Linked DNA regions of Pan troglodytes: all the other regions are linked to region 2. Evidence: chromatin contacts called from public HiChIP or PLAC-seq data. All regions are on one chromosome and are shown on one strand. Each heading gives the region's core, a stretch centred on a gene start, on an enhancer-like site or on the middle of the called end of the contact. The rest is flanking DNA. Distances are from core to core; before and after follow the strand shown.

What was found. HiChIP or PLAC-seq counts read pairs in DNA pulled down with a chosen protein or histone mark.
Region 1: an H3K4me3 HiChIP or PLAC-seq map of stem cell-derived excitatory neurons shows a contact between it and region 2, with 3 times the contacts expected there. The contact joins the promoter of HDGFL3 here to the promoter of C15H15orf40 in region 2. A contact is called at or near these places in 1 of 7 Hi-C or Micro-C datasets (stem cell-derived neural progenitor cells) and 1 of 1 datasets of contacts at active chromatin or transcription factors (stem cell-derived excitatory neurons).
Region 3: an H3K4me3 HiChIP or PLAC-seq map of stem cell-derived excitatory neurons shows a contact between it and region 2, with 2.0 times the contacts expected there. The contact joins the promoter of WHAMM here to the promoter of C15H15orf40 in region 2. A contact is called at or near these places in 1 of 7 Hi-C or Micro-C datasets (stem cell-derived neural progenitor cells) and 1 of 1 datasets of contacts at active chromatin or transcription factors (stem cell-derived excitatory neurons).

What each region holds. Positions count from the first base shown.
Region 1 is chr16:75,407,443-75,410,363 of NHGRI_mPanTro3-v2.0_pri, forward strand. It overlaps HDGFL3 (HDGF like 3), which reads left to right and starts at 1,491. Exons shown (of 7, transcript XR_008539646.2): 1 at 1,491-1,842.
Region 2 is chr16:75,606,471-75,609,325 of NHGRI_mPanTro3-v2.0_pri, forward strand. C15H15orf40 (chromosome 15 C15orf40 homolog) reads left to right here and starts at 1,541. Exons shown (of 5, transcript XM_054667092.2): 1 at 1,541-1,692; 2 at 2,828-2,855. The coding sequence starts at 1,600.
Region 3 is chr16:75,802,601-75,805,300 of NHGRI_mPanTro3-v2.0_pri, forward strand. WHAMM (WASP homolog associated with actin, golgi membranes and microtubules) reads right to left here and starts at 1,260. Exons shown (of 10, transcript XM_510552.8): 1 at 1-1,260.

The DNA.
Region 1 (2,921 bases), core at 241-2,740, 200 kb before region 2:
AGTAAAGTAATGTAAAAGCACTGCTAACAAAGTAAACAATCCACAGGAAATCTAGAGACTTTAAAGCCCCATCATAGGAAGCCCAGCACCACAGAACAAGAGCAGGAGTTAAAACACACACACACCATTCTACAAGGCCAGAGAGGGGGGCGGATGGTGGGGAAAACTGTAGCTTCTGTAAAAGGGAGAGAGAACAGACACAAATGAGAACTGTCCGTGTGACAAGGTGAGGGCCACAGAAAGCAGCATTTAGGAGCTATGCCAGCTGACCCCTTAAAGGAGGTGGGTTACAGCATGATTAAAGAAGCAGCATTCATTCATTGGACAGACTCCAAACGATTCCTTGAATTATTCTACTTACTCCTCACAAAAGAGAGTGTTAGGAAGATTCCTACTCTCAAAATGTCTTTGAAAGCAGCCAGCTAGGGAATTTAGAGTAAAATGGTGGTAAATGAACATGTTCTAGAGCTAATGAACTGTATATGTACATAAATCTCCAGAAAGGGATGCTAATTTCAAAAACGTTGTCCAAAAGGTTGCCAGGATTGGAAACAAGTGACCGGCCAGTGCAAGTCCTTTTCACAAACACTGCAGGCCTAGGAAACGCACACAGAGAGAAACATAACCGCTTATGGACTTTGGACTCATGTGGATACAGGTTCGAATCCCGTCTGTGCCATTCAGCAAATGAGAAAACCTCCCATGACTCCGATTAAATAGCTCGCCCTAGGTGGGTCACACTGCATTGTTAAGGGCAGACCTGGGGCAAGAATCCAATAAGGTCGCTGACTCCGGAGCGGTGCTCTTTCCGGCAGCTTGGTGCCCAGCAGAGGGTCCCCTCGCGCCGCCGTCCCCTAGGCCTGGAGCGCCTTTGTCCCCCACTCACCAGAGAGCAGCCGCGGAAGTGGCTGGCTGGGGGTAGCCAGGAGAGGGTCGAGTCAGCGGGAGGTGGGCGTGGGAGCGGGGGGCGCGAGTGGGGAGAACCCCCAGAGTGGCACGGACGGGAGGGGAAGGGGGCGGCCGGGTGGTGATTGGCTGGGCTGCGGCAGGCAGCTCCGGGCCAAGAACAAAAGAGAGCAGGCGGCGGGCGTCCTCCGGAGTAGGCACTCCCGCCCGCCCGGCGCGGGCTTCGGTGCTGGGGGAGGACGCGCCCACCGCCCGCCCGCCAGCCGAGAAGCCGGGCTGGCGCGCTCGGTTTCTCCGCGAAAGCCGGCCGTGTACCTAGGAATTAACCGGCCGGCGCGGGAGGGAAGGGGAGGGGAGCGGGAAGCGGGAAGCGGGAAGCGGGGCGGGGGGGATGCTGAGCGCGCGCGAGAACAATAATAAGATCGTGTTTGCGGTCGCTGCCCGAGAAGGAATTCGGAGCAGACGCGAGGCCCGGCGCTCGCGCCGCGCCCGGGAGCCCGGGAGGGAGACCGGCAGCGGCGGCATGAGGCAGGCGACGCGGCGCTGGTGAGCAGCGCGCGCGGCGGCGGCGGCGGCGGCGGCGGGGACCTTGGCGCGGCCGGACGCGGGCGAGCGCCGAACGGCCGGGGGCTCCCCTCCCCCGCTGCCGGGCCGTGATTTGCCGGGCCTGCTGCGCCCCCCGCCCACCCCTTGCCTCAGCCGCCGCCTCGCCGCTTCCCCTCGTCGGAGCGGCCGCTCGTCCGCCCGGCTTGAGGCCCGCGGGGAGCGCGGCGCAATCCGTCGGCCCGCGGGGGGGCGGCCTCCCGGCATCTTCGCGGCGACCAAGGACTACCAGGAAGGGGAGCGGCTGGGATGGCGCGTCCGCGGCCCCGCGAGTACAAAGCGGGCGACCTGGTCTTCGCCAAGATGAAGGGCTACCCGCACTGGCCGGCCCGGGTGAGTACCGCGGCCGCGCGCGGGCCCGCCCGCCCACCATTTTCCCCTTCATGATGGCGCGCCCGCCCCCTTTCCCCATCGCCTCAGCCCCGAGCCCGCAGCTCGCGGCCGGCTGTGGTGAGGGCTGAGGGCGGCGCGGCACGAAGAAGACGGGGCCGGGGCTGAGGCAAGGGCTCCCGGCCTCGCCCGCACTCCGCCAGGGCGGCCATCCTTCCGCCCACTTTCGAAGGCGGGTCCGGCCCCCGCAGGCCCGACGCTGCCTTCCTCCTGGAAAGCCGGTGCCGACCGGGAAGCGACGCCGCCGGGCAGCGGGCCTGCGACGGAGGCTTCGGCTCCGGGCAGGGTCATTGGTGGATACCCTGGGTCCCGGGCGAACGTCGGGGCAGGTACGGCAGCGGGGTGAACGGCTGTCCGCGAGCCGGCGAGTGCCGGCGGGCAGTAAATCCTGGAAAGTGGTAGTGGTCATCCAGAGGCCAGCGGGAGCCTCTTGGCAGTCATTCATCCATCTCTTTCCCTTCTAGACTTGTTGAGTTTTCCCTGAGCGCGATTCCCGGTGCCCCGCCTGCCCTATCATTGTCCCAGGGTACGTGCCTCTCTGGTGCCCATCGTTCTTTTAAACCGACCTCTGATAGCCGAGAGCTTGCAGCCTACCTCTGACTGGTGGGTCCAGCAAGCTTCTTGTGCCTTTCCACCTCCATATTTGTTTTAGGTAGAATCTCAAACCTTATTCTTGGCCTCCTGCTACAGTCCACAATAGCTCTCTCTTCCTACATAACAAGGTTGTCGTTGGGCTCTTTTTCTAGAAAGCGTCTGCATGTAATACGTAGCATTCACAATTTTTATTAAGCTCTTTGAGGAAGACACACAACACTGCCATGTGTGCTTTGTGTTTTAGAAGAAATCCTTTTTATTTTTATTTTTGTATGGTTGGCAGTTGATTGCTTGAAATAAGAAATCTTGTGAAAAGGAGGGTCAAGGCATTCTAGAGATTATATTGGTATCCTTTAGGAACGGAAACAGGCATGGAGAAAATTGGCATAAATATAGTGTGAGCTCTAAGATGTTGTATTGTAGTCAAG
Region 2 (2,855 bases), core at 291-2,790:
CTTAGTTAATGAAAGAAATTCCACCTCCCATCACCAAACCTACAAACACAGCTACATGTCCACCTAAGCTTTCCCTTAGGAAGGAAGGAGTGTCTAAGGCCTCCTGTAGAGAACTCAATCTCTACTTGAGCTCAGATCCTACCTCTTCAGGAACCGTCCTCTGCTGTAACCTCTCTTCTCCTGGCTCTTTCCTACCAATCTTCAAATATGATAAAAATAAGTCTCTGAATGTCATGTGCCCCTCCAGATACCAATTGCTCCTTCACAGTGAAGTCACTGGATTATTCTCTACAATTATCTCCATTTCCTTCTCTCCACTAAAACTGCTGTAGCCCGGGTCACCAACACCACCCTGATTTCTAAATCTTGTGGCCACTTCTCAGTCGTTACATGTGACATGTTCTCTCCAGAGTGTTCATCACTGTTGATGTTCCCTCTTGAAGCGCCCTTCTTTAGCTGCCGTTACACCGTACTCCTACCTGGTCAGTGTCCTTTGGTGACTTCTCTACCTGCCCTTGCTGTTCTAACCTGGGCCCTCGTGCTCTTTACACACTCTCTCATCCATTTCCATAGCTTCAATTGCCATCTGCTTTCAGAAGATTCCAGAATCTCTATCACCAGCCTTGATTTCGCAAACTCCAGTCACATATATTCAGTTACCCCTTTAATATTTGTATTTGGATGTCCTGTGGGCATCTCAAACTCATTATGTCCAAAGCTGAACTCCTCACCTCGGCCTCCCAAACCTGTTCCTTGGGCCCCAAACCTGGGCATTTCCTTGACTCTTCCCCCTTATTCGCACATGCAGTCATTCCCAAGTTCTGATCATTTCAGTTCCTGAAGATCCTTGAAATGATCAGCGCTCCACCCTCCCTGCGGTTACTCTAGTTCAGGCCACTCTCTCCCATTTAGGGGGCGGATCTCCCTGTCTCTGGCTTTTCCTCTGTCGGCCACAGTGCAGCCGGTGTCTTTCTAAAACCCAACAAATTGGGCTGCTAATCCCTTGCTTGAAAGCCTTCAGTGACTCCATGATCTTGCCTCTGCTGATTTGTTTCATGTCTCGCCGTATCACATGTCGCAGTGTATTTCCTCTTCTTTTACATTGTGGGATCCGCTGCGCCTGGCACAAGGTAGGTGCGCCATCGATACGTGGAAGATTCACAAGGGCCAAGCCGCCACGAGGCTCTATATCGACTTGATGGCCACAGGCAGTGCGTGGGACTCTGCATCTGCTGCTTGGCTGTGGGAGCGAGAAGACACCTGGCCCTGTGCACTCCTTGCCGCGCTCTCCAATTCTGAGAAGTGACAATACCTTTCTTTCCCCGATTAGGAAAGAACACCAGAGGTGACACACCTTCCTATCAGCTGAGCAGGGTGGGCCAAGACACGGTGAGGCCTCAGCTCCGCAGCTCCACTTCCTGGGGCTCGGCCCGTTCCAGAACAAAAGAGGCTCGCGCATGTTCTGCGGCCACGAGACTCGCTCCCGCCGGCCTTAAGGTGTCGCCCTCTGGCCAGAGCGGATGTGCCGGGCGCTGGGGCCGCTCCTGCCGGCTACCTGCGCAAGCGCAGAGGGCTCTTCCGGCGCCTTCCCAGGCGGGGATGCTGCGGCACCTCCGGGCAACACCTAATACTCGGGGCTCCGCTCGGCTTCTTCGCGCCGAGATGCCTAAGAAGGCTGGTGCGACGACCAAGGCCAGTAGCAGGTCCCGTGGCGGCAGAGGGGTGGGCCTCAGGGGTACTTGTTGAAGAGCGCGGGAGAAGCGGGGCCCGGGAGTGAGTGGAGGCACTGCCAGCGGCTTGCCGTCTCTCAGTTCCGGGGCTCAGGACAGCCGCCGCCACCCCCAGAGCTGCGGCTCCTGCTGCCGTCGCCCCGCCTCAGTAGGCTGCGCTGCCGTCCACCCGGTGACTTCTGAGCGCTGGGCCCGGCGGCAGCCGAGCTCTCCTTGGGCTGCGTGTGCTGACCTTTGGCCTCCTACCCGCACTCCCAGTCCAGCAATTCATGTTCCCGCAGCGGCATGACCTGCGCTTCCCCAGGAGGCTGTATTCTGCTTTCTCCTCCCTTGCTTTGGCTGATCGCACCCCTTCTGTCAAGAATACAGCACTCCCATTTCCACCATCTTTGTTTGGCCAACCCCAGTCCGTTTCTCAGACTCAGCTCAAGCACTGCCTCCTGCTGGCAGCATTCTCCAGTGCCCCAATGCTGATTTGCCTGTGGGGTAATGTTCTGTGCCTATCTCATCGGTGCACTTAGCACAGTGTATTATAATTTTGTATGTTCTTTCTCCCTCGCAGCAGTCCGAGCTCCTTGAGAGCAAGGACCATGTACCTTTTCATCTTTACATATCCATTGCCTACATATTTGTTGAACCAAAGTTCCTAGCACAGCCCCTGTCCCATAACAGGCCTTTAAATATCAAGCACTATTGTTTTTTCCTCCCTTTCCCGCAACATGCAGACATACACACTTTCACCAACATTTATTAGCTCCGACTGCATGAGATACAATGATGAATAATAAATAATCCCTGCCCCCAAGGAATTGGAAATACAAAGCAGAGGGAGGAACAAGCATTAAGGTTTAGAAGCCAGAGTTAGGTTTTCTTGCAAGGGAGGAAAAAACATTGTTGGGTTGATGGGAACCCTTCGTGGGAAAATTGAGTAGAGCCTTGAAGGTTGTGGGAAAAGCGTTCTAGGTGGCCAGAAGTCCCTGGACACCACTGATGAGCCTAGTTTGTCTGTTAAGGGTGAAAGGGGGTAGTGGAAGAATCAAATTAAATGTGTGGGAAAATATTTTGTAACCTGTAAAGTTGTGTGGTTGTCATTTTAGGGTAAAAGCCAGAGCAAGGAACCAGAGA
Region 3 (2,700 bases), core at 10-2,509, 200 kb after region 2:
CCAATGAAAAGGTGAGAAGGTCTCCCTCAGGAGTCAATCATCTCGCAACCTGTTCAGGAGTCCGGGAAATACAACTCTTGCCTCACCTTTTCCACCCAATACATACGGACGTTGGAAAAATATCTGTTGAATCGGCGAGTTATTGTATTAGTCTCCCACACTAAACTATGAACTTGAGAACAGGGACCAAGCTGATTTTCTTTTCTATCATCAGGGCCCTATTGAGTACATGGTTCCCGCCCTTAAGAATGTCACAAATGCGCTGGGGAGATGAAACATAAACTCGATAGTCATTTATTGAGGGCCTCTAAGTGCCAAGTACTGGGCAAGAAGCCGCAAATTTATTTTTGTCAATTCAACAAACTTTTATTGAGTGTCGGCTGTGTGTCAGTATTGAGGGGGTGGAGTAAGAGGGGGAATTCAGGGCACTGCAGCTCCCAACCAGGGTGTTTAAATACAATCTGTGTTCTAACTCTTCACTTTAGAGTTAAGGAAACGGAGGCCCAGACAAACTTAAGATACACCGACACTCGGGCTTGACATGCCCACCTGGCTACGGAAGGCCTGTTTAAGGAGATATCAGGAAATCCAGTTTACGTGTCAGGGTGGAGCTAGATCTGTTCATGCAACAAGCACCAAGACGGCCCTAGTCTCTGCCTAGGAAATGTGCAGTGTCGACTGAGAAATACAGTCCATGTCAGCTCCCATCCTGGGAGTGCACTGAGACAGGTGGTGGGAATGGGAGGAGGAAAGGAGGGAGATGCCAGGAAGCTGGGATCAGGAGCCGTTTGCCAAAGCAAGGCCTGTGAGGTGTTGATTCGGGAACAAGTGAAAGTGTTTGTGAAGGTTTTGAGCTGGGAAAAGTTGGAATCAGATTTTGTACTTGCTGTTATCCCCAAGGGTAAACAATAAGCAAACGAAAAAATCAGGGCGAAGCTAAAGCTCTAGTTAGGGCATCTCTCTGCCTTGAAAATGACCTCAAGAAATCTAGGAACCTCTGTGGAATGCAACTTGAAGATGGAAAGGTGCCTTTGGCTGAAGGTCCCTCCCCTTTTATGCCTGCTGCCGGTGTGAGGGTTGGGGATTGGGCCCTGGGACTCAGTCACTCAGTCTTCTTGGAGAGATAAACTTTTAGCTGAAGTGATTGATTTTCCCCTATTTTAATATACTATTTTAACTAGTATGAGTTACTTATGATTTTTAACAGTCTGTTTTAAATATCTTTCTTGTATGTTCCTCACATTATATCTTTTTACTATCTGCTTTATACTGTGTTATTTCTGTTAGTTTTCTTATCTATTTGGTTTTTCAAGAGGAAACTGTCAATCTTTCTAATTATAAAATTGTCGTGGGTGGCTGGGTGCAGTGACTAACACCTGTAATCCCAGCACTTTTGGAGGCCGAGGTGGGCGGATCAGTTGAAGTCAGGAGTTCGAGACCAGCCTGGCCAAAATGGCCAAACCCCGCCTCTACTAAAAATACCAAAAAAAAAAAAAAAAAAAAAGAGAAAAAGAAAAGTTAGCCGGGCGTGGTGGTGCATGCCCTATAATCCCAACTACTCAGGAGGCTGAGGCATCAGAATTGCTTGAATCCAGGAGGCAGAGGTTACAGTGAGCCGAGATTGCACCACAGCATTCCAGCCTGGGCGAAACAGTGAGACTCTGCCTCAAAAAAAAAAAAAAAAGAAAAGAAAAAATAAAATTATCCTCTCTCTATATATTAATATATGTCTTAGTCCATTCAGGCTGCTATATCAGAATACCATTGAGTGGGTGGCTTGTAAACAACAAACATTTATTTCTCATGGTTCTGGAGGCTGGAAAGTCCAAGATTAAAGCACCAGCAGATTCAGTGTCTGGTAAGGAAGGGCTGCTTCTTGGTTCGTAGATACCTGTATTCTTACTGCATCTTCACATGGAAGAGCTCTCTGGGACCCCCAGTGTAATGGCACTAATTTTATTCATGAGGGCTTGCCTTCATGACCTAATCACCTCTCAAAGGCCACATTTCCAAATACCATCACATTGGGGATTTGGTTTCAACATGGGAATTTTAGGGGAATATAAACTGTCTATAGCATATGTATATATATGTATGATGGTTAATTTTAATGTGTCAACTTGATTGGGTCACCAGGTGTTTAGTCAGACATTATTCTGGGTGTGTGTGTGTGATGGTGTTTCTGGATGAGATTAACCTTTGAGTTAGTAGACTGAGTAAAACTGGTTGCCCTCCCTCATGTGAGTGGGCCTCATCCAATCGATTGAAGGTCTGAATAGAACAAAAGCTTGAATAAGAGGGAATTCTTCCTGCCTAACTGCCTTCAAGTGGGAATATGGGTTTTTTTCCTGCCTTCCAACTCAAATGGAAACATTGGCTCTCCAGGGTCTTGAGCCTGCTGGCCTTTGGACTAGAACCACACCATTGGCTCTCCTGGATCTTCCGCTTACTAACTGCAGATCTTGGGACTTTTTGGTCTTCATAATTACATGAGTCAATTCCTTATGATAAATCTGTTTCCATATATGTATACATTCTATTGGTTCTGTTTCTCTGGACAACTCTGACTATTACACTGTGTGTGTGTGTGTGCGCGTGCGTGCGTGTGAGAGAGAGAGAGAGAGGAGAGAGATTATACTGTTATACTGGTCTGTGGGCTCAGCATCAAAGTAGGAATTTTGCAACACACCCACAGTTAAC